Linked DNA regions of Mus musculus: all the other regions are linked to region 2. Evidence: chromatin contacts called from public HiCAR-type, HiChIP or PLAC-seq, Micro-C and promoter capture Hi-C data. All regions are on one chromosome and are shown on one strand. Each heading gives the region's core, a stretch centred on a gene start, on an enhancer-like site or on the middle of the called end of the contact. The rest is flanking DNA. Distances are from core to core; before and after follow the strand shown.

What was found. Promoter capture Hi-C pulls out the DNA fragments that hold promoters and counts their contacts. Hi-C and Micro-C count contacts between places; a contact is called where the count stands out from the background. HiCAR-type assays count read pairs that join an accessible place to other places. HiChIP or PLAC-seq counts read pairs in DNA pulled down with a chosen protein or histone mark.
Region 1: a contact with region 2 is called in a HiCAR-type map of kidney, with 4 times the contacts expected there. The contact joins the enhancer-like site here to the promoter of Irx2 in region 2. A contact is called at or near these places in 4 of 39 promoter capture datasets (the 3T3-L1 cell line, cancer-associated fibroblasts, hippocampal neurons and 1 more), 1 of 484 Hi-C or Micro-C datasets (nephron progenitors) and 5 of 115 datasets of contacts at active chromatin or transcription factors (the NIH/3T3 cell line, embryonic forebrain, embryonic hindbrain and 2 more).
Region 3: a promoter capture Hi-C map of hippocampal neurons shows a contact between it and region 2, with 2.5 times the contacts expected there. The contact joins the promoter of 8030423J24Rik here to the promoter of Irx2 in region 2. A contact is called at or near these places in 2 of 39 promoter capture datasets (hippocampal neurons and liver), 1 of 115 datasets of contacts at active chromatin or transcription factors (stem cell-derived neural progenitor cells) and 1 of 9 other capture datasets (embryonic stem cells).
Region 4: a Micro-C map of B cells shows a contact between it and region 2, with 6 times the contacts expected there. The contact joins the promoter of Ice1 here to the promoter of Irx2 in region 2. A contact is called at or near these places in 4 of 39 promoter capture datasets (the 3T3-L1 cell line, hippocampal neurons and liver), 2 of 484 Hi-C or Micro-C datasets (B cells and adipose-derived mesenchymal stem cells) and 5 of 115 datasets of contacts at active chromatin or transcription factors (the NIH/3T3 cell line, astrocytes, embryonic forebrain and 2 more).
Region 5: a contact with region 2 is called in an H3K4me3 HiChIP or PLAC-seq map of stem cell-derived neural progenitor cells, with 10 times the contacts expected there. The contact joins the promoter of Adamts16 here to the promoter of Irx2 in region 2. A contact is called at or near these places in 1 of 39 promoter capture datasets (cranial neural crest), 1 of 115 datasets of contacts at active chromatin or transcription factors (stem cell-derived neural progenitor cells) and 1 of 9 other capture datasets (embryonic stem cells).
Region 6: a contact with region 2 is called in an H3K4me3 HiChIP or PLAC-seq map of stem cell-derived neural progenitor cells, with 9 times the contacts expected there. The contact joins the enhancer-like site here to the promoter of Irx2 in region 2. A contact is called at or near these places in 6 of 39 promoter capture datasets (the 3T3-L1 cell line, hippocampal neurons, liver and 2 more), 3 of 484 Hi-C or Micro-C datasets (cerebellum and cortical neurons) and 7 of 115 datasets of contacts at active chromatin or transcription factors (the NIH/3T3 cell line, craniofacial prominence, embryonic forebrain and 4 more).
Region 7: a contact with region 2 is called in a HiCAR-type map of kidney, with 20 times the contacts expected there. The contact joins the enhancer-like site here to the promoter of Irx2 in region 2. A contact is called at or near these places in 4 of 39 promoter capture datasets (the 3T3-L1 cell line, cancer-associated fibroblasts, cranial neural crest and 1 more), 1 of 15 datasets of contacts at CTCF or cohesin (stem cell-derived epiblast-like cells), 9 of 484 Hi-C or Micro-C datasets (adipose-derived mesenchymal stem cells, cortical neurons, embryonic fibroblasts and 2 more) and 8 of 115 datasets of contacts at active chromatin or transcription factors (the NIH/3T3 cell line, craniofacial prominence, embryonic forebrain and 5 more).

What each region holds. Positions count from the first base shown.
Region 1 is chr13:71,270,839-71,273,742 of GRCm38.p6, reverse strand. No RefSeq gene overlaps it. Among named protein-coding and RNA genes, the nearest start is that of Gm40998, 120 kb to the left of the region's middle. Within about 2 kb of position 1,437, at least 25 of the 459 cell types and tissues checked have an H3K27ac peak or open chromatin away from gene starts, as enhancers often do. A contact at or near this core is called in kidney, where this site is marked.
Region 2 is chr13:72,627,314-72,630,122 of GRCm38.p6, reverse strand. Irx2 (Iroquois homeobox 2) reads right to left here and starts at 1,303. Exons shown (of 5, transcript NM_010574.4): 1 at 810-1,303. The coding sequence starts at 1,061. Gm20554 (predicted gene, 20554) reads left to right here and starts at 1,559. Exons shown (of 1, transcript NR_030701.1): 1 at 1,559-2,809.
Region 3 is chr13:70,881,533-70,884,283 of GRCm38.p6, reverse strand. It overlaps 8030423J24Rik (RIKEN cDNA 8030423J24 gene), which reads right to left and starts at 1,336. Exons shown (of 3, transcript NR_157373.1): 1 at 1,238-1,336; 2 at 757-885; 3 at 1-421.
Region 4 is chr13:70,636,111-70,638,979 of GRCm38.p6, reverse strand. It overlaps Ice1 (interactor of little elongation complex ELL subunit 1), which reads left to right and starts at 1,346. Exons shown (of 19, transcript NM_144837.3): 1 at 1,346-1,463. The coding sequence starts at 1,383.
Region 5 is chr13:70,840,296-70,843,104 of GRCm38.p6, reverse strand. It overlaps Adamts16 (a disintegrin-like and metallopeptidase (reprolysin type) with thrombospondin type 1 motif, 16), which reads left to right and starts at 1,294. Exons shown (of 23, transcript NM_172053.3): 1 at 1,294-1,615; 2 at 1,734-1,836. The coding sequence starts at 1,556. It overlaps Gm36529 (predicted gene, 36529), which reads right to left and starts at 2,655. Exons shown (of 4, transcript NR_167928.1): 1 at 2,485-2,655.
Region 6 is chr13:71,147,387-71,150,227 of GRCm38.p6, reverse strand. No RefSeq gene overlaps it. Among named protein-coding and RNA genes, the nearest start is that of Mir466f-4, 42 kb to the right of the region's middle. Within about 2 kb of position 1,282, at least 28 of the 459 cell types and tissues checked have an H3K27ac peak or open chromatin away from gene starts, as enhancers often do. A contact at or near this core is called in embryonic forebrain and stem cell-derived neural progenitor cells, where this site is marked.
Region 7 is chr13:71,249,784-71,252,811 of GRCm38.p6, reverse strand. No RefSeq gene overlaps it. Among named protein-coding and RNA genes, the nearest start is that of Gm40998, 140 kb to the left of the region's middle. Within about 2 kb of position 1,296, at least 3 of the 459 cell types and tissues checked have an H3K27ac peak or open chromatin away from gene starts, as enhancers often do. A contact at or near this core is called in kidney, where this site is marked.

The sequences.
Region 1 (2,904 bases), core at 188-2,687, 1.4 Mb after region 2:
GCTTGAGCAACTTGCTCCCAGCAAAAGGACTGAATGGTGCATTGGGGAACAAAGGTGAATATGTTTCACACACTGTTAGTCATGGTGACCTAAAAGTGTCCTGCCACACCTTAAAGTCCATGAGAAAAGATTACTCAACACGAACGCTGAGACCTAATGCTAATTTTAAGAAGGGTGATGATTACTTCAGGATGATTAATATTACCGTGAAATTTGAAATGTCACCAACGGGTTCTGTGAATCCAAAAGATGTGAGGAGAAAGATCACCAACATGCATCATCATGGACACATTCATGAAAGTAAGGTTTTTTTATTTGTGTGCACATACTGCCTCCCCTGAAGTTGGGGTTCAAAAGGTTAACACCTGACGTGGTCAAAATACAGGTTCTTTTAATAGCTCAGGGGTAAGGGGTTTCAAAATGGGAGATTTGGCAGGCCAATAAGCAGGGCCTAACTGAGTATAACAAGCAGAGTATAACAACTTGGCTGTAACAACCTCTTGTGAAACAAAGACATTGTTGCAAGTTGGTTATAACAAGGTAATCATACCAAGGTAGTCAGAACAACAGGTGGTCATAATAACCATTTGCAACAAAGGCATGGTTGCCATTTCAGGGAACTGGCAGCACAAAACCATTTATAGTTAAGGTTACAGACCAATCCTTATGAAACAGATTAAGGCATAAACAGCAAGGCACCTAGCCTGTCTTTACTATACAATGGTTTACAAGCCCAAGATCAGAGGAGACCGAGTCATCAGCTCCTATGCTTGCATACTTAGTTCCTAGATGCTGGCATTGTTTGAGAGGGGGGTATAGCTGCAAGAAGTAAGTTTGAGAGGACAGCACCTGCTTCCAGCCACCTGTCTGCCTCCTGATCCACTCAGGTGTGACCAGCTCCTGCCCTGATGCATCTTCCCACCTGACTGCCTACATCTCCTCAGACCCTGAGCCAAACTCAGAACTTTCCCCTTAAGTTGCGTGTTGGGTATGTTGTATCACAGTAGTGAGAAAGGCATCTAATCCAGTTGGCTTTCTTTAGTCTCTGTTCTGTCATGGGACATTGGTATTTGGATTACTCATTGAAAGGGAGCAGTCATAGTCCTGGAGAGAGGCCAGCGGACTCACCAGGATGCTCTCCTTGACTCTGGCACTATTGGAAAGGCACGGGCAGGGTTAGGAGCTCAGAGAAGAGAAGAGTGGCAAGGGGCAAAGGTGACAGGCAGTTAACTACCGTGGATATTATGATAAACAACACAGACGCCATACCTGTGCTTTTTCCATATTAGCAGTAATGTGGAAAACACTCTGCACTGAGCTCTGAGCTCACAACTGCAAGGCTTTTCCACACTTAAGTGGATGAAGGCATGGAAGGGCCCTAACAGGAAGCAAACTCCTGGGAAAGCTATTAGCCTCAGCATTTGCAATTCATGGGACACTGCCTGCCTTAAGGGCCATCATTGATGGAGCCCTGTTTGGTTTAAAATGTAACTCTCACCCTGAGCAGGCTGAGCATTCAGATCTCAGCTGGGTTTCTCTTGAATTTATTAACTTACAAATGGAAATACACTTACTTAGTTGACTATCTCTCACTAACCTCTTAACTTGCTTTTCCCAGAAGTGGTGGCACTGTCCCCAGGCGCCTAACTCAGCCCCCTGACTTCTGTTCCCTTTGGCTCTGAAGTCTCTGGGTCTGTTTACCAAACCCTTCAGGTAAAGTTTCACTTTTCCAACAGGCTTTGAGTCGTTCCTCTCCCTTAACTCTCAGACATCAATCACACATGCCACCCATGTGCTCTGGAAGCCCATCTGCTCCCTCCTTCTATGGAGCTAAATGTACTAACGCGTCCAATGTGCCTTTAGAGTTGGTGTTTGTAAGCAGCTTGGAGATGTTTTTAACTTTGCTGGCAAAGTTTAAAATGATAGATCCAGCGTCAACAGGAGGAGATGATGGAATCTGTCATCGTTCCACCTCTCTTAACATAACTGATGTTATGTAAGAATTTTAGGAGATACATCTAAAGCATAAAACGGGCTAGGAGTCCAGAAAACTCATGAATAATATGAAATAGTATTGGTTTTCCTGGTGAAGTGTAGGCTCCTCTGGCATCATTATATTTGTTTGCACCTTTTCAATGCCTTCCAGATCAGCCGTCCTCAACCTGTGGGTCATGACTTCTGTGAGGTGTTGAATGACCTCTTCACAGAAGTCACCTGAGACCACTGGAAAACAAGTGTTTTCATTATGATTCATAACAGTAGCAAAATTGCAGTTATGAGGTAGCAACAAAATTAATTTTTTGATGGGTGTTAACCACAACATGAGGAACTTTATTAAAGGGTCGCAGCACTGAAGACCTTGAGAACCACTGGTCTAGATGAATTGTCTGACCCTCAGCGCTTATGTAAATTCCTTCCCTTAAATCTCAGACTTCCAAAGGATCCTAGTACATCCTTCTCTGTCTTATCCAATTTCCTTTCTGTTTTCACCGAATAGAGACAGACGTGTCACCCCTGGCATGGACATTTTATTAACAGTATATCAGGTATGTCCTTATCCTACTCTGATCCTCATATGTTCCATAAAGCTAAGATTAGACTAGACTAAAAATGGAACATAATGTGAAGAAATATTCCAGATAAACATTAATGCATAATAAACTATGAAAAAGTCTCCCCGATACAAAAGGATATAGGAAAACATCAAAACATCAAGCCGTAGTAGGTGTGGCTGTAGTTACAGGTTCTATGCACATCTACACTGGGCACCAAAGGAGAAAATGTTTTATGGTTGATAAGTAGTTATGGGGCAGCTGCTACAAGGTTGTCAATGTAATGACAGGGTTGGAGACTGAAAGGTAAATTGTTACTTCTGATAAGCCGCCTTAACAGGATCCCCCCTCC
Region 2 (2,809 bases), core at 54-2,553:
GCGTTTCCAATTCTTCAACTACGTAGTAATTAGCATTTTAATTCATCCTTTAACGTTTAACTAGGAGAGGTTTGTAACCTTTTCCCAAGGCCTGGTTCCTACCCAGGGAATTCCACCTAGAGCAAACCCCCTCCGCCCATACACAATGTCTTCACACACCCCAAAACTGCCAAGACCCGCTCTGGCGGGGCCTGTTTTCAGAACTCAGAGATGCTCAGACAGATCCCGGATCTACGGAGCTGGAACCCATAGGCCTACTACGAACTCTGGCAGCACTTAGCGGGTCCCAAACCCGTTAACACATTATTTTTTTTTCCCTGAAAGCCGGGTCAGCGAGACAGAAAACGGCCAACACTAAAGAGCTTCGGCCTGGGTCTAGGGCGAGAGCCACAGGCTCAGCCTATCCCCACCCCACCCCCCCCCCACCCGCATCCCCACCCCCCCACCCCGTGACCCCGCCGCCACCAGTCTGGCCAAGAAACCCAAAGCTTGCGGCATTGGCCCTAGAGGCCTGGGCAGCCGGGGCCCTCAGCTTGGAACCACGCGGAGAGCAGTGGACAGATTTCGCAGCCCCAGCAATCGGCACGCGCGGATTAGAGATTACTCTTGGCCCAGGCACGGGTGGAGTAGCACTTCGCACGAGCTCAAGGGAAATCAGCCTACGAGCTCTGCAGGTCAGTCCCGTCCCTTGTTTAGTGCGGCAACGGGTGCTGGTGACTTTGGAGCTGCCACCCGCAACGCGTCCCCAGCGCTCAGCTCAACTCACTCCCTGGTCCGGGTCTCCCCAGCCCCCACCCCAAAGCAGTTACCACGTAGGACGGGAAGCCGGCAGCCGCGGCGGCGGCGGCGTCCGCCGAGTACTGCAGCGGGCTGCCGAAGCCGGTTGCCGCCTGCGCTGTGAAGGCCGCCGAGCCGGGGTACGGGCTGAACGCGGAGCCCGACGCCGAACGCGCCAGCTCCTCGCTGCGCGGCGCCGCCAGCGCGGACGCGCCGTACGCGGGGCACGAGTAGAGCGCCAGCGAGCCGGGCGCTTGGTACAGGTAGCCCTGCGGGTAGGACATGGTGGGCGCGGGGCGCGGGGCCCGCGTCACACGGAGCAGCGGGCAGCGCGCGCGGCGCCCTCCATCCACGCCCGGCCGGGGCGCACCGAGGCCGCGGGCCGGAGCAGGCTGGGCTGGTGGGCGCTAGGCTGGGCGCGGGGCTGGAGGATCGGCGGGGCGGCGGTAGCGGCAGCGCGGAGCCGGTGGGCGCAGCCGCGCGCCAGGCCGGCGGTCGGGATTTGGGGGAGTCTGCAGTCAGGAGTGAGGAGTTGAGGAAGGAGCGCTCGAGTTTCCGAGGGACATTGGAACGCCGAGCTGTCCGTCACACTCTCATCTGCATATTCTGGTGCCCGCCCCTCCCCTGCTCCGCCCGCCGCCGAGGCCCCGCTGAGGCCGGGGGAGGGGCAGAGAGCGGAGGGGTGGGAAGTGGAGGGGAAGGCGGAGGAGTGGCAGCCAGAGGCTGGAGGGAGGGACGTGCAGGCTTTTGTCGCGCAGCGGCCTCTCTCCACTCCCGCCCCGGCCCGCAGCCTGCAGCGGTGAAGCCCAGCCTGGCCAAACTGGGCGTAGCGCTCACCCCCTCCCACTGGCACATCCTCTCAGCCACGTCCGCGCACCCCGCCGCCGACTCCCGCCTTGGCCCAGCCACCTTTCTCCTTCCCGGGGCCCCATCCGGGCACTGCCGGCGCTCTTGCTCGCCTAGCACTGGTCAGCAAAGGCCTCCTGCAGTCGGGCCAGGTCCGATCCACCTGGAGAACATACGGATCGGGCACCCCTCATCACCCTGAAGATAGCAGCCCAGGTCGCATGCGGTGTCCAGGGCAGACACCGCAGGGAGATGGAGGGCAGTGTGGAGACACCTGCAGAGTTGCCTGGGCATCCCACTTCTACAGTCCTCTGTCCGCCTGTACTCCAGGCTGAGGCTGCCCGTGTGGCTTCCCGTCCGGTCTCCTGCTCCTGGTGCCTGGGCTGCCAAGCATCTACCCGGAATCTGAGCGTTTCGGTTTGAAGCTGTGGGAGGCCCCGTGGTGAGGCTTCTGTCCAAGTCCACAGAGAAGATTTCAGGCCGTGTTAGGAACATCATGTCCGTTAACGTCTGGAACACGCCAGTGAGTGACTCGCTTCAACAAACGCCACTCTGGTCCAAAAAGAGTTTTTGTTTTCTTTTGTTAAGTTGAATGCCTGTTCGAAATTGGGGGAGAGGTTCCTGTCAGGAGAGCTGACTTGACTTTGCTAGAGTATCCACTGCCACTTCCCGAAAGGACATGGGCCAGCTTGTGAAGTGTCGCAGTCGTGAGGTGGTTCAGGTAACCTGAGGTCCAGGAGTTGACTCGCGGGTCCCTTGAGCCCTTAGGTCCCAGCCCCTAAACTTTCTCGACCATACCTGCTCCCTTTCCCCAAGTGAGGGGAGTCGATGGCCAGGATGGGCACTAGTACGCTGGATGTAAAGGAGCGTCAATGGGGGGCGCTTGGGATTCGTAGGGGTCAGGTGTGAGCTGGCCCGGGAGGGGGCGCCCGCCCAACAGGTGTCTCCTTGAAGCTTGCTAGGTAGAGCACGAGGACTCTGAAACCTGGCGCGCGGGCCTGAGCTTCCATTTTATTCTCGGTGGGCTCTGAAGCTAGTAGAGGGCGGCAGAGTTCTCCTGCCTGTGAGCGCCTGGCTTCTGCTTAGGCCTGGATCGTGGCGCTCCAGCTCCTGCAGCAGCCAGATCCGTGACACCGAATGAATGCTGTAGTCAGCCAGGCTGCTTTTTGTCTTGTCCAGGTCCCAG
Region 3 (2,751 bases), core at 87-2,586, 1.7 Mb after region 2:
CAAACAGCTGGCAAAGGATTAGACAGGAATTTGAACTATGGTTGCTATCTATTTTGGAACCTGCTAAAAATACAATGACTTTCCGATGGCAACCTTCTGCAGCTCTGTGTCAGCACTGAGTATCTGCTCCTTCTCTGCAGCTGGCTGTCCGCCAATGAGAAGCTCCGGCAGCTGGAGCCTTCCCAGGGCATCTGCTCTCTTCTCATGCTCTCATTGTCTCTGCTCAGTTCATCAGCCTGTGTGTGAGTTTCCCTCATGGCAGGGCTTACAGCAGCGAGGGACAGGTGTTGACCATCATAGAAATCTTCTTCCTCTGGCACAACACATGCAGGTGCGTGGCTCTCCCAGACACCGCTAGAACGCCAACAGGGAGATGGGCCACAATGCTGCTCATGGTGCAATCGGAAGTCGGAGAGGAAGTCTGCGAAGGAAACACATAGATCACCTCACCAAACATTCAGTATCCAGCCATCGAAGCAGTCCAGGATGAGTTTCAAGGACCTATGGTGTGTGTGTGTGTATGTCCACACAGAGGCGAACATATATTTAGATACTTGTAAGTATATGTGTATTGGAAGACACAACTCTTTCTACCTACTGTTCTGTCTCTTGATTTATTTATTGCCATTGGATTGATTTTCCTTGATGATGGTTGCAAGGTAGAATTATCCAAAAGCTTCTCTAAGAAATTGGGGTATTTAAAAGCATACAAACAGACATATAACATAAGGACAAGTAGCAGGGAGAAGTGCTCACCTCGGTACTGAGGCTGCCTGAGGGGCCTTGCAGTGTGCTTCGGAGCCAGCATTCCTCAGGGGATGGCAGGTGAAGCCATGAACGCTTGCTTCTCTCCACCATTTCACTCCATTCTCACAGAAGCCTTTCCTTCAGATCAGCAGAGAAAGTGATACAACTGGGGAGGCTCTGGCCTCTTGCAGAAGAACCACAGCTAACTGCCTTCCTTTCAGCAAAAGAGAGGATGCACTGAAAGGCTGTCTGTCCTCTGTGCCCTGACATTACTAGCTATCAACCCATGTCTGTCAGAAGCCCTGATCCCTACCAGAGCATTGGTATAGTTACTAAAATTGGGGGCAGGAGTCTTGGCAATAAGATTTGAACCAGAAAGAATCCATTGGGAGGATAAAGCCAAGCCTGGAAGAAGAGCTCTACCGCTCACCCTTAATCAAGCAACCAGGCAATGTGGACAAAGGGTAAGCTGCAATTATTAAGCTAATACCTGGTGGTTTCCAGGCCTGCACATCAAACAGGAGACAGCCACCATTTGCCTCTCAGTTAATACTGACTTGAGTTCTGCCCTTGGGTCACAGTATGGAACACTGATGCAAAGCTTCCCAAAACGATTACCTACACGTTCTGTTCTTTGTTTTAATCCATGGTATTCACTGTCTTATCAAAGGCTGTCCTTGAGAATATAGTACTTGTTGGTGCTGTTATCCAAACTTCAGCAACTTAGACATCAGAAAACATTTGAGGGAGGGGCATAGAGATGCGACTAGGTTGCCTGGCATGCAGAAAGCCATAGGTTTGACCCCTAGAACCTAATAAACCAGGCACCATGATGCACAGCAGCAACCCAAGCATTAGAGAGGTAGGTGCAGAAGAATAAGAAGTTCGAAGTCATCTTTGGCCATAGAGTGAGTTCAAGGCCAGCTAGAAAAAGAGGGGGAAGGAACAAAAGAAGAGGAGTGTAGGGAGGAAGAAGGTGAGAAAGGAAGGGCAGATCTATGGGGTTGTAGACAGTATGTAGATGTAGGTAGAGGGATATAGATGGTGTTCTTGGTGGCCCTGCTGGGCTGGCATTCTTCACAGAGCTGTTGTGTCACCTTATGCTATTTGCAGACTTAATCAGTGGGAGAGATCTTCACTTAGTTGTACAGCCAGAGCCTTTCAAAAGAGACCCTTGGTATTGACTAAGAGTCCGTGACTGTGCATCTGCAGTCTACCTTGAGCTTTCCTGTGCGTGGGACAAGAATTTAACATTACAGAGAACCGTGTACCACCCAGGATTCTTTGTATAGTACTCAGCTAGCTTCAGATACTGCCAGCTCAAACTCCCCATGTCACTTAAAAAAAGAAATCTATCATGAATTAGCTACCAAACAAATAAACAAACTGTTGGAATTTCAATTGTTTTCTCCATACAGGGTACAGCACACCCATGCTATCCGAGAATGGCTTTTGCATGAAAGCCCTAGCAATGGTGAACAGTGTGTTTTGAGTTTCAGTTACTCGGAAAAACTGAAGACTGCAGATCTAGGCTTACACCTGTAGTATAAATGTGTCCTGCTCTGCTTCTCTGAATAGGTTTCTGTTTTGTTTCAGTCCTGAGAACAGAGGTGAAATCTTTGCAAATGGACTCTCAATGAACCTGCTTCCTCTGTCAGCAGCCTGTGTCTGATCCTGCTCCATGAAAAGGCCTGTGCAGAGACTCCATACCTCTGGCCAGGTCCTTCTAGGCCTGTCGGGAGGAGACTGTGGAGGACCATTCTTCCAAACCCAGATCCTTAATTGCTCCTATGGTTTCTCCAAAGTTACTTGAAGATAAAACTTCCTTACTCAAGTTCCATGGCATTAACGGACTTATCTACACTATTAAACATTAACCCAAAGTCAAAACAATCACCCTCTACCGAACACGTTGCCAAAGTCTTTTCTACATTTAACTCTAGGTGTCTGTCTCAAGTGAATGATGGTTTTAGATTCATCCAGCTAACGGGAAACCATTCAATC
Region 4 (2,869 bases), core at 97-2,596, 2.0 Mb after region 2:
TTGCTGGGATTTGAACTCTGGACCTTCGGAAGAGCAGTCAGGTGCTCTTACCCGCTGAGCCATCTGACCAGCCCCTATCGTGGAGATCTTGAGGCATATACTGGCTATGAATCCCAAGAGATTAAGATTGGAAGCTCTCTGAGTTCAAGGTCATCTGGGACAAAGCAAGTCCCAGATCCAGGCATGGTGACACACACCTTTAATTTGGGCCGTATCTTCTGCTAGAGACCTACATAAGGACATTAGATGAAGAAAGATAGGCTCTCTCTTCTTTGCCTGCTTGCCCTGTGGAACTGAGCAACTGCTAGATCGTTGGACTTCCATTCACAGCTGCTGCTGACCATTGTTGGCGAGTTGGACTACAGAGTATAAGTCATCAATAAATTCCCTTACTATATAGAGTCTACCCATAAGTTCTGTGACTCTAGAGAACCCTCACTAATAAATGCAACACTGTTGTTGAGATTGGGACTTTGTAACCAGAAGATGAGGAGCCGCCAGAAACTTCCTAGTAGACAGATACTGATGGCAACAAAGTTTCTGAGGAGAGTGGATACAATGCTAGGATGTCAGCGAGAGTTCAAGCCCTGATTTCAAGTGGCTTTTAAAGCTGAATGAGGATTTCTTCTTTCCACCTCTCCAGCCTAAGGGTGAAGATGACTGGGAAACCGGCTCGAAGGGGTTTGTCTGGTTGGCTGCGTGCAGACACACCCCACACGTTAGTAGCAGAGCATGGAGCCCTAGAGGTTGGCCTCCAGGCGGTGCTCACCCTGCCGCTGCGAGGCACTCCGGGAATTGTAGTTTTTCTTCCGCTCCCTGCCTGTCTACTGGGAGAATAGTGCAGTAGCTCTGCAAGAAGCGTTCGCACTTTCCAAACCCAGGCTCGGGTCCTCCTTCGGTGGTCGGCATGCCAATGACATCGCAAAACCCCCGCCCCTTGGAGGCTGAAGGGATTTAGGCGTCTACACAGGGCCTGTAATGAGGCAGCTGACAGATGCACAGACAGTTCGTGAAGGCAGGCCCTGGCTCTTGTTCATCTCTTCCAAGATGTGTCCTAAGGCTTTGCTTTTTGTACGACCACGCTTCGTTCTGGCTTTTTGATCAGGCGGATCTGCGGGCAGCCCCGACGGGGGGCGGGGCTGGGTGGGGCGGGGACCTCGTGTGCTGTCGTCGCTTTGGGCCCTCGGGGCTGCGCCGCTCTCAAGTGCCCTGGGCTGCTTCGCTGGTCTGAGCCCTAGGCCGGCTCCACGGGGACCTTGGCGCACGCATGGACCTGCCCGCGCCCGGCGGGAAGCGGCCAGGCTGGCGGTGGCTGGGGCGGCGGAGCAGGGCCGAGGCAGCGGGCCCCTGAGCGCGCGCCCTGCAGGCCGGGCCGCAGCACCATGATGCCCGGCGAGACGCACCCGGCGGCGCCCGGGCCAGCCGACCTCGCGCGGTGTCAGGGCTGCGCCTCCCTGCAGCAGGTACGCAGGATCCCTGGCTGACCCTTTTGCGCCGTTTTGGGGGCGGGTGCCGGTGCTTTGTTTAATCACGGACAGAATTGGTTCAGCTGCTGCGATGCCGGCGGCGGACAGAGTGAGCGTGCTCTTCAGGACTCCTCGTCTTCCCGACTCAGGGTTTGCAGGGCCCAGTTTGGTTGGTGGGTGACGCTGTCTACGCGCGGAGGGAATCTTCCTCTCTGTGATGAAGGCCTCCTCGCACTCCTAATTATTTGTTGTTTGAAGGCAAGGGTTTTATGTTGCGTGCCCAGGTCGCTAGACTTCCAAGATTCCGGAACGGAACTGCATTTTAGCTTACACGTATCTATTAATATACTGCCAAGCTTAGCTTTTGTTAAGTAGCATGTTAGTTGTCTGATTAAAATTGTCCAATAAACATACGTGGGTCTAGGTAGTTTGTTACAGTGTCATGTCCTGTTCTTAACAATGGATCGCTGCAGATGGGTTCTAGGTTTTACTGATGCAATAGAAATAGTCCCCAGTGCTCAGGGCTGGAGACTCGCACAGCTTTCTGTCTTAGAGTTCCATTCACCTATTGTCAGTGGCAAAACGGAACTTGCCCTTGCTCCCGTTCAGTTCATCCCCTTTCTACCCAGTGTTCTAAGCACTGTTCATATTCTGGTAAACCACCTGGACACGGATAAGATGAACGTGCGCAAGTACGACTCGACAGGATTTTAGATGTTGGGAAGGAAATAATGGAAGATGTCAGGGGGTTCTGGTGAGGTGGTGTTGAGGCAGTGGGAGTTGTGAATGTTGAAAAGTAGCTCTGGAGATCGGTTTTAACAAGTGGGACGGTTTCTTGATGTTTGATGAGCAAAGCCTGTGGCAGCCTCGGGGTTGGTGAGACGAGATAAGGGATGCAGACTAGCTAGCTATCTGTGGAAGTTTGCTTTTTATTGTAAAGTGCAATGTCTCTGCGCCGATTCGTATGTTCTAGTTGCTTGGAGAATAGGAAATGGTTTGGCACTCTCATAGAGAAGATGGAGAGTCAAGCCATGTTGTAGCTAGGCCACATCGTGTAGGCATCTTATAACCCTCCCCTCCCTTAAAAGATTCTGAATGGAACGCTTCTTTAATGGACCATATTTGTGTTTTGAGCCTATTTACTCAAATTTTTTGATCCCCTGCTAGTTTATAACAATGTACGCAAAGAGAAGAGGAAAGTTACATTAGAAGCAACATATTGGTAACAAACAGGCAAAAGTAGGAGGGGAGAGTGGGTAAGGACCAGGCTTTTGGCTGCTGAGATTTTCTGGTCTTTGGAAAAATCGTATTTGAACAAGGTTATAGGAGAGCGAGTTCGGTTGATTTCTTTGAAGCCCGACATCCTAGTGGATGCCTCAAGGCCTGGGGTAGTTGCTTTCCTG
Region 5 (2,809 bases), core at 45-2,544, 1.8 Mb after region 2:
AACTGTACTCTTTGACAATATTTTTCATATGAACGACTGAGAGAGAAAGGGAGGGAGCAGAGAGAGAGAGAGAGGGATATGCATACACAGATCAGTTCATCTTGATTCCGCCCTGTCCTTTCTGAGATGTATGACACTTCATTCAGGCTTATAAAGAGCCACTCTGGGGCATCTCAGCTCAGTGTAGGCTGGAGTGAGCACCCTGAAAACTGCAGCCACTGCTCCACATGCCATCCCCCTTCTCAGCCTTGCAAACCAGGCAAGGTCAGTGTGACTGCAAATGAGGGACCCTAGAATGGCAGCTGGAGGGAGCCTGAGATGTGAGACCAACCGGCAGAAGGAAGTGGAGTGCAGCTGCTGGGATGGACAGTCATTGGCAGTCCCGCGTGTAGAAACATCTACCCGTGCGCTCAGTGCTGTCTGTATCTGTACCCACCCTGCAGCAGACACTCTCAGTCACTGATGGTCACAAAAGACGCTCATACTCAAACACATACTCAGGTCATGATGGACCAGGACGCAGGGCTGGAGAGAGGGCATTCGCTGGTTGTCTTGGATAGACCTGGTCTGGTCTAGGCTGGGGCTCCTAGACTTCCTACTAGGATGCTCTGGGAACCCAGTGGCCTCACACCTGCTCTCCCAGCAGGTCAGCCAGAGTCTAAAGTGAATCTGAAATTGGCCACTGCTGTCCAATGAAAAATTAGAGGCGTGAGAAAGAAACCCAGCTTCCTCATAGCCTGCCCTACCCTGCCCTGCCCTGCCCCGCCCCGCCTCCATTCACCCCTTTTCTTCACGTGCCCCAGGCAACTAAGGACTCACATTCATTCATAAGCAGATACATTCCTCCCTATACATCTCCCACTAGAAGGGAAGGCCAGAGGGTCTGTAACCAGGGGATGGACTAGAGAACAATGAATGCTGGATGCCTGTCTCTATGCAGCTCAATCTTGCCCTTAAGTGAGAAGTCCCACAGAGCTGCAGCGGTGGCAGGTGGCAGAGGACTTTGGAGTAACACACCAAGACAGTTTTCCACAAAAGCACAGGGGTGAACAGCTAGATATGACTGTGTCCTGGCCTTGTCTCTACCCCAAGTTCTCATGTAGGTGGACAAAACACCTTCCTGCTGGGTCATAGGCGTGAAGGATGCCCAGTACTTACCATGAGTCTGCTTCATCTCCTCTCCCTGCCACTCCTCCCTTATCCTCCTCCTCCTCCTGGTACCCCTCCTCCCTGCTTTACTCCCTCCTCTATCCCCTCCCCTCTCCTCTCCTTTGCCCTCCCTAGTCCTGCCCTCTCCTTCTCTACCCTCCTCCCTGCTGTCCCTTGGTTGCTGCGGGTGCTTTGCCGCCCCCCGCCACCACTGCCACTCCACCTCCCGGTGCCGAACGAAGCTGCAGTGATAACTCTGATGTGCATGGTGGAATCGCTGCCTGGAAACCCTGCGATTTTGCCGGGTCGGTCCTTTGCACCCTAGCATACTGCTAACACCGGGACTATCCAGTGACCCAGTCTAGACTGCTGAGCTGAGTCCTGTGAGCCCTCGGGCACCGGGGCCATGGAGTCCCGAGGTTGTGCTGCGCTCTGGGTGCTGCTGCTGGCGCAGGTCAGTGAGCAGGTGAGTCCTGGCGCTAGGACCAGCAGAGTCTGATGGCTGCAAGTGCATTCCGCCCTTGGCTGAGCTCTGCAGTGCCCGCATTTTCACTGAGGTGTCCTCGTTTTTTTTTTCCCCCTAGCAGACACCTGCGTGCGCCCTGGGACTCGCAGCTGCAGCGTCTGGGAGCCCGGAAGACCCGCAGCCTCCCCCATTCTCTGGGTCCAGCTGGCTGGAAACCGGTGGTAAGTTCGCGCGGTGGGGGCTCTCGGTTCCTCACAGGTAAGCAGCCAGCAACCCCCTATGCTGGTCTGCAAGTCTCCTGGGACTCAGGACGCCAAAAGCTTTGAAGATGCTATCTTGCTCTTTCTATTCATTTCGAGCACAAGATCATGCTCAAGAATGACTTCCGACCAACGTCTGTATCCTATTTCCTAGTAAAATGATAATGGCTAGCCAGAGTTACATTGGGGGAGTGAGATATCTGGGTGTAGGAAGACTCCAGATCACTCTATATATTGACATCATTAATGTATACACCAAATCTATTATAAGCAACGTAGTCCCCACTCCAGCATCTTCCCCCCTCTCCTTTCTTTCACATTGAAGCTTTCTCCACTTTGACTGTCACAGGAGGAGACAGAAGGCAACCTCATTAATATCGCTTTAATGTTAATTAATAGCACAGGGGACATCCAAAGGATGTGTCCTGGACCTCCTTGAACATGAACTCGAATTCAAGTCTTCTGCAAGGTTCAGCCACCTCAGTGATTCACAAGTGGGTTTCCCCTGTGAGGTGTCCTAGCAATGACACCTGGTGACTGAGAAAGCAGGCCATTGCACTTGCTAGGAGGTTTGTGCTGGGTCCACAGCAAATGCAGGATTTTACTCACCCTGTCCTTTCCTGGGATGAATTAGCTTGAGATTGTTAGCAGAAATGGCGACCAGAGGCGAGCCAGGTTTAATCTTTTCGGCAGATTTTTAGAATATGTACAGGATTAAACAATTGACACTTCGGAAACCCTCATTATCGCTTCCTTCATCAGGATAAACTTACAAGAACTGAATTCCTCCTACTGAAAACAGGGTTTAAGAAGGGATATATGAGTCTCGGCTCTAGGACTCTGAGTGCCACTGGAGGGCGCCAGACCCAAACAGTACAGTGGTTTAGAAGGCAAGGGAAAGCCTATTGTGTTTGAAACCCACCCTCTGTCACCT
Region 6 (2,841 bases), core at 33-2,532, 1.5 Mb after region 2:
GAAGGACAGCAAGGTAAACAAACACACACAGGAAGTAAGAGATGCCCTGTAGGCACACAAGTGTGTGGACACACCCATCTGGTGAGCTGGGTGGACTTGCCAGGACAGTGCTAAGGAGATCACTGAGGCTTGGCACCACACGGAGTACAAGCAGAACTCCTGAGAAAGGACATAGACTCCACAGATGAGGGCTAGACATGTTATTTACATGAAGTAAAAATAAAGCACACACACACACACACACACACACACACACACACACACACACACACACATACACAAACATAATTATCAACATTGAGTCTGACCCAACTTTTATCAAGCCAAAGGAAAAACATTAACTCATCAAAGTAAAAGTCAAAGGAGGGATGCTAAGGATGATGGGATGGGATGGGGACATGTACCATATTTGTAAGCATTCAATTTTCACAAGTCAGAGAGAACACCTAAGATGTTTTTTTGCTGATATGACTGCATCAATTATACTTGGGTAACAGTAATGATAAGGACCCTGCTTAGTCTTTGTCTTTTTTTTTTTTTTTAAACTGAAAGTCACTTGATAATGTTATTGGTGTTGTTGTTGTTATTGTTTTAAACACTTTAACAGAGCTAAGTTTTTGAGATTGGTCTTGGAGGAGGTGGTATCGGTACTCTCCCCTGCAGAGCTGCTGTGCCTGAGACACAGTGGGGCTGTGTTCAGAGAAGTACTGGTGGGGGACAGCGTGTGGGGATGCTCACTTAACCTGTGAGTCGCAAGGTTATTTTTGTAGCTGTGTCCTGTCTTCCGCGTGGAGGTGATTTATGGTGCTCAGCCCAGCTCATCATCATTGTTCTAACCTTTGTCTCCATCATAGTTAATTAAAGGGAAGGTCATTGTCACCTTATGTTTTAAACCTTCTTAACATAATATATCACCCCTGGAACACTTTAATAAGGGGATTTGTGAAGGAATGGTGTAATAGGAAAAAAGTTTACAGCATAATCCATCCTGCTCACAATTACACTTTAGCTGTGCACATAATGAAAGTTAATAAGTAGACAAAATGAAGGCTCTGTCTGGAGACTCATTCAAGTGCTGATTAATTGGCTGGGTGATGTAATGGAACCAGAAGACACTTTGCTTTTGTAAAGTGCAGGCAGACGCGGCCCAAACAAACTCTTTCTAAAGGAGAACATCGCCTTCCTTTTTCTTTGCAAATTGCCACCCTCAGACAATATGAAATTAATTAAACAACTGTTTACTGAATGCCTCCTGTGTGCCAGGCACAAAGAGAAACCTGGGCCACAAAGGGTGAAGCGGAGCACAGGGCCCTCCTCCGAGGGGACCTGTGGTGAGTGCTGGTGAAGAAACAAAGGAAGGACACATTATTTATTCTGAGTGGTGACTCTCGAGGAGACCAGCATTAGTTAAGATTCATAAGAATGACTGAAATAATATTAAGTATGCCCAGCACATCTGCCAAGAAAATGCTAAGTCCTTTCTCCAAAGCAGTTCACTCCATTTAACAAACACTGAGAAGTGCTCGCTAAATACTGGGGTTGTTCTCAGTGCTTTCCAGAGATCAAGTTATCTGGTGCCCCTAACATACCTTATCACTGAAGAAACAAAGGGACAGAGAGGCCAAGAACTCCAGCAGAGGTGGCAGAGCAGTGCAGGGAGGAGCAGAGAGGCCAGTCCAGCCACTGACATTCTCTGGAATCCAGACTGGAGTCAGAAGACGATGCTGTCTGTCTTTAGAGTCAGGGCTTTCTGAGGCTTCAGAGAAACTCTGAATGAGTGTGTGTTGCATAAAGATCTCATGGGGCATGGTGTCTGCATCAGTAACCGTGGTTCTGCTAAACAGCAGAAGCCACCTAAGTGAAGACGCAATTATACCAGCAAACGTGAGTGGCAGACCTAGGGGAGGCGTAGGGGAATGTGAAGCAGAGTAAGGAGGTGTACCTCTGGGAATGGGTTTATATAATATCTATGCAGCATGTATGGTTTTTTTTTTTGAGCACCTGTTGTGGACTGAGTGTAAAATGTTTCCACTGGCATCAAGGGTTTGAAACCTCGGTCCCTAACTAGTAGTTCTGTTTGCTAACTAGTAATTCTGTTTGGATGATTGTGGATCCTTTAGGAGATGAACCTTTACCCAAGAAAGTAATGAGGTTTAATCCCACGGAGCTCTGGGGCCACTGGCTAGTTCATATTGCTGTTCCTCCCATGGGGCTGCAAACCCCTTCAGCTCCTTGAGTACTTTCTCTTCTTTGAGGACCCTGTGCCCCATCCAATGGATGGCTGTGAGCATCCACTTCTGTATTTGCCAGGCACTGGCAGAGCCTCTCAGGAGACAGCTATATCAGTCTCCTGTCAGCAAAGTGTTGTTGGTGTCTGCCATAGTGTCTGGGTTTGGCGGTTGTTTATGGGATGGATCCCCAAGTGGGGCAGTCTCTGGATGGTCATTCCTACAGTCTCTGCTCCAAACTTTGTCTCTGTAACTCCTTCCATGGGTATGTTGTGCCTGGGACTAAACCACCAATCAAAGAAAACACATGGTGGGACTAGTGTCTCTAGCTGCATATGTAGCAGAGGATGGCCTAGTCGGCCATCAATGGGAGGAAAGGCCCTTGGTCCTGTGAAGGCTCTATGCCCCAGTGTAGGGGAATGCCTGGGCCAGGAAGCGGGAGTGGGTGGGTTGGGGAGCAGGGGGAGCGTGGAGAGGATAGGGGATTTTCAGGGAGGAAACTAGGAAAGCAGATTACATGTGAAATGTAAATAAAATATCTAATTAAAAAAAAACGTAATGAGAGGTAAGCTATCAAATACAGGCCTGTTTGGTAGCCTGGTCTAACTTCCTG
Region 7 (3,028 bases), core at 47-2,546, 1.4 Mb after region 2:
TTTATGTGTTTGATAGAGCGATACTATCCATATAATTTACCTTCCCTGCAGTGAGACCTGATTGTTTAGATGAGCCTGTAAGCCTGTCCAAGGAAGTCGGGAATGTTGCAGCCCTGTGTTTGGTGATGCTTCCTCACTGAGCTTTTGGTGGCAGTGAAGCTTAGAGAAGTGCTCTGCTGTTTTTGACTTTGGGAGACTATCCCTGCTCTCTTTGTTCTGATGTATTTCTCTTGATTTGCAATATTATATGTTGTTTTCTTCTTCCCATTTACTTTAAATGTAATTTTTAATCATCTAATTTTTAATAAGTTTTACCAATTTATTTGAGGCCATTTTTTATTTTAATATAAATCTTTCATACTATAAATCTCCCCCAAAGCACTGCTTTATTGACTTTCCAGAAAGTTTTACACGATTGTCTTAAATTGCAATTCAATTAAAAAGAAATTTCAATTTCCACTGACATTGAGGGACTTTTGCATATAATTAAAAAGTGAGTTGTTCATTTTCTAAACTTTAGAGCATTGTGGACTCACCCCATAATGATCTCCATCTCTGGTTTAATTTGTCTTCATTTTTAGAATATGTATACACAATTTCAACTGTTTACCATTTTTGCCATTTAAGGATTTTTAGACCTCTTAGCAGCCCTGTCAGCACTATTTGTTAAATAATCCATCCTTCCCACTAGTGGAACAATATTATAATATATGCCAATCTCATAATTTTTGGACAGTATAAACTCTAAAACATCACAATGTCTAATGAAACTCTGTACAGCATACATTTAATTTTCTTCTTAACCTTTCTTGTGAACTATACTCCAAAGAAAATCCACTATGGGCACAAAACCATGAGAAATTCCTGAGGCAAATTTATTTTTCAAAATCCTTTTGAATAAAACTGAAAGATCTTTCATAGATTTCATCATATCCTTCTAAATAATTATTTTTTTTGCCAAGTTCCCTTGTCGTACATACTTTTAGATATTCTGGGTCCTTTCATACCATATGAATTCAAAACATTTGAGATAGCTAAAGGCGCCTATTGTTTTTGATCTTGGCTTGGCTTGCAGAATTATGAATGTTAGATCAAGCAGATACCATTGATTTAAGAGTGCACATGTTGTACTCAGCAAAGCCATTCAAGTAAAACTTTAAGATCCAAGGACAAAGGTGATTTTTTTTCAAAAATTATTAATCATTTATTTTTTAAAGCACTTGACAAGGGTAGTCAGTGGTATACAAGAAAAGGCATAATACTTCTACCTGCCCCAGGGGACAGGGAGACAGGGGAAACGTGCGAATCAGAGTGACATTGCAACTGGCACACCAACACTGCACGGCTCCATCTGCCTCTACTCTGTATCTCTCTATATTTATACGCAAAGGGTACAAAGCAAGCTCCTGAAATGCCTTCTCCCTGTGAAAGGGTGAGCCTAAAAAGAAGGAAGAAAAGCTCTCAGACAAACTGCTTTTAGATTCACGGTTGCTCAGGGGCCTTAGAGGATCTACCTTAAGAGCAATCTAAGCTCCTGCCAGAGTGCAGGAAAGAGGTTGTGAGCTGGAAATCAGCTCATTGTCAGCTGCAAATGCTTCTGCTATAGAGCAGATGAGAGGAGCGAAGACTGCTTTGCCGAAAGAGTACCCGCTCATGGATTCTTCTAATAAAGAACACACTCATGGATGTGATGCCTGAGATGTGAATCCCAGCAGGGTACGGATTGGTGCAAGCCTTCTCTTAGTAACAGGCCTGTAAGTAATGAGTATGTCCTTGGGGTTGTTCCTAGAAGGCACTGTTTGCTTCTGTGGAACATTTCCTGCAGTTTTTCCCAGTATTCACATACACTTTTGAATATGTAAATACGGAATACACACCTAGCTATGTGCACATCTTTTTTTTTTTTTTAATTCAGAAAAAAAAAAAATACTTCTGCCTGGAGATGACATTCCAAATTGACAGTGCCTTCCAGAATATTCGCTCACTGGTGATCAGGGTCCTGTATTTATAGGAGGAATATTTTCTTTGCATTCCCCCAAGGCTTGAGTATCTTGCATCTTTGCAAACTGCCCAGGGCAGAGTATTCTGGCGCTATCTGCTAACACCAGAAGGTTCTACATTACATATTTTATGTTAAGATGCAAAGCAGTGTCACCTAGGGGCCTCAGATCTTTGAGGAGAAATGGTATTTTTGTAATGAGTGTATCCTTTCCCCCATCAGCTAGCTTTTCGAAGCATGAAGACATGTTAATTTTTTGACCCTCTCTCCCCAATGATATTAAGAAAAAAAATTTCCATAAAGGAGTTAACTGTGTGTAGTTAAAGTGAAATACACACATAGATTAAATGCTAAAAATCTACAAAGCCTTAGCTTCAAGTTCCTATTTAACTAAACTCTAACTGTCTCTCAGGTAGAGTAAACCATCTACTCATTTCATTTATTAATTGGTATCAATGCACCTACCCATTTCATTTATTAATTGGTCTCAATACTTCTGAATAATCTCCTGTCTGAGTATAGTTGTTCACAGTCAAGGAATAAACAGCAGTTCTGTTTCTACACCGCACTGCATTTACTTTCCAAGAGTCATACATAGTTCCATAGTTTGGTCTAAATATAATACTGCCTATGCAGTGTGGGTCTATGTACATGCAATGTTTGTGTATGTATGTCTATAAACGATCGGCTTGGGAACTGTAAGGAAGACACAAATGACAGTGAGTTCTGACTGACAATCTGCACATTTAATGAGGAACTCTGCCCAATTTAATGAATCCAGGATCTTCACCAGGCATCATTTTGAAGAGAACTCGCATCTACTTCTCTGCATGTCAGCTTTGGCCTCCGTGTGGAAGTGGATGTGTCCCTAATGGAAGGCATTTCCTTGCAAACTATCGAGCATATATAAGCCATGAGTACTAATTTACTCAGGCAGAGAGGCCAAAGAGGTGTGGAAGGGTGTGTGTGTGTGTATGTGTGTGTGTGTTTGTGTGTGCTTGTGTGCCCAGAGAAGGGGAGAAGAAATGT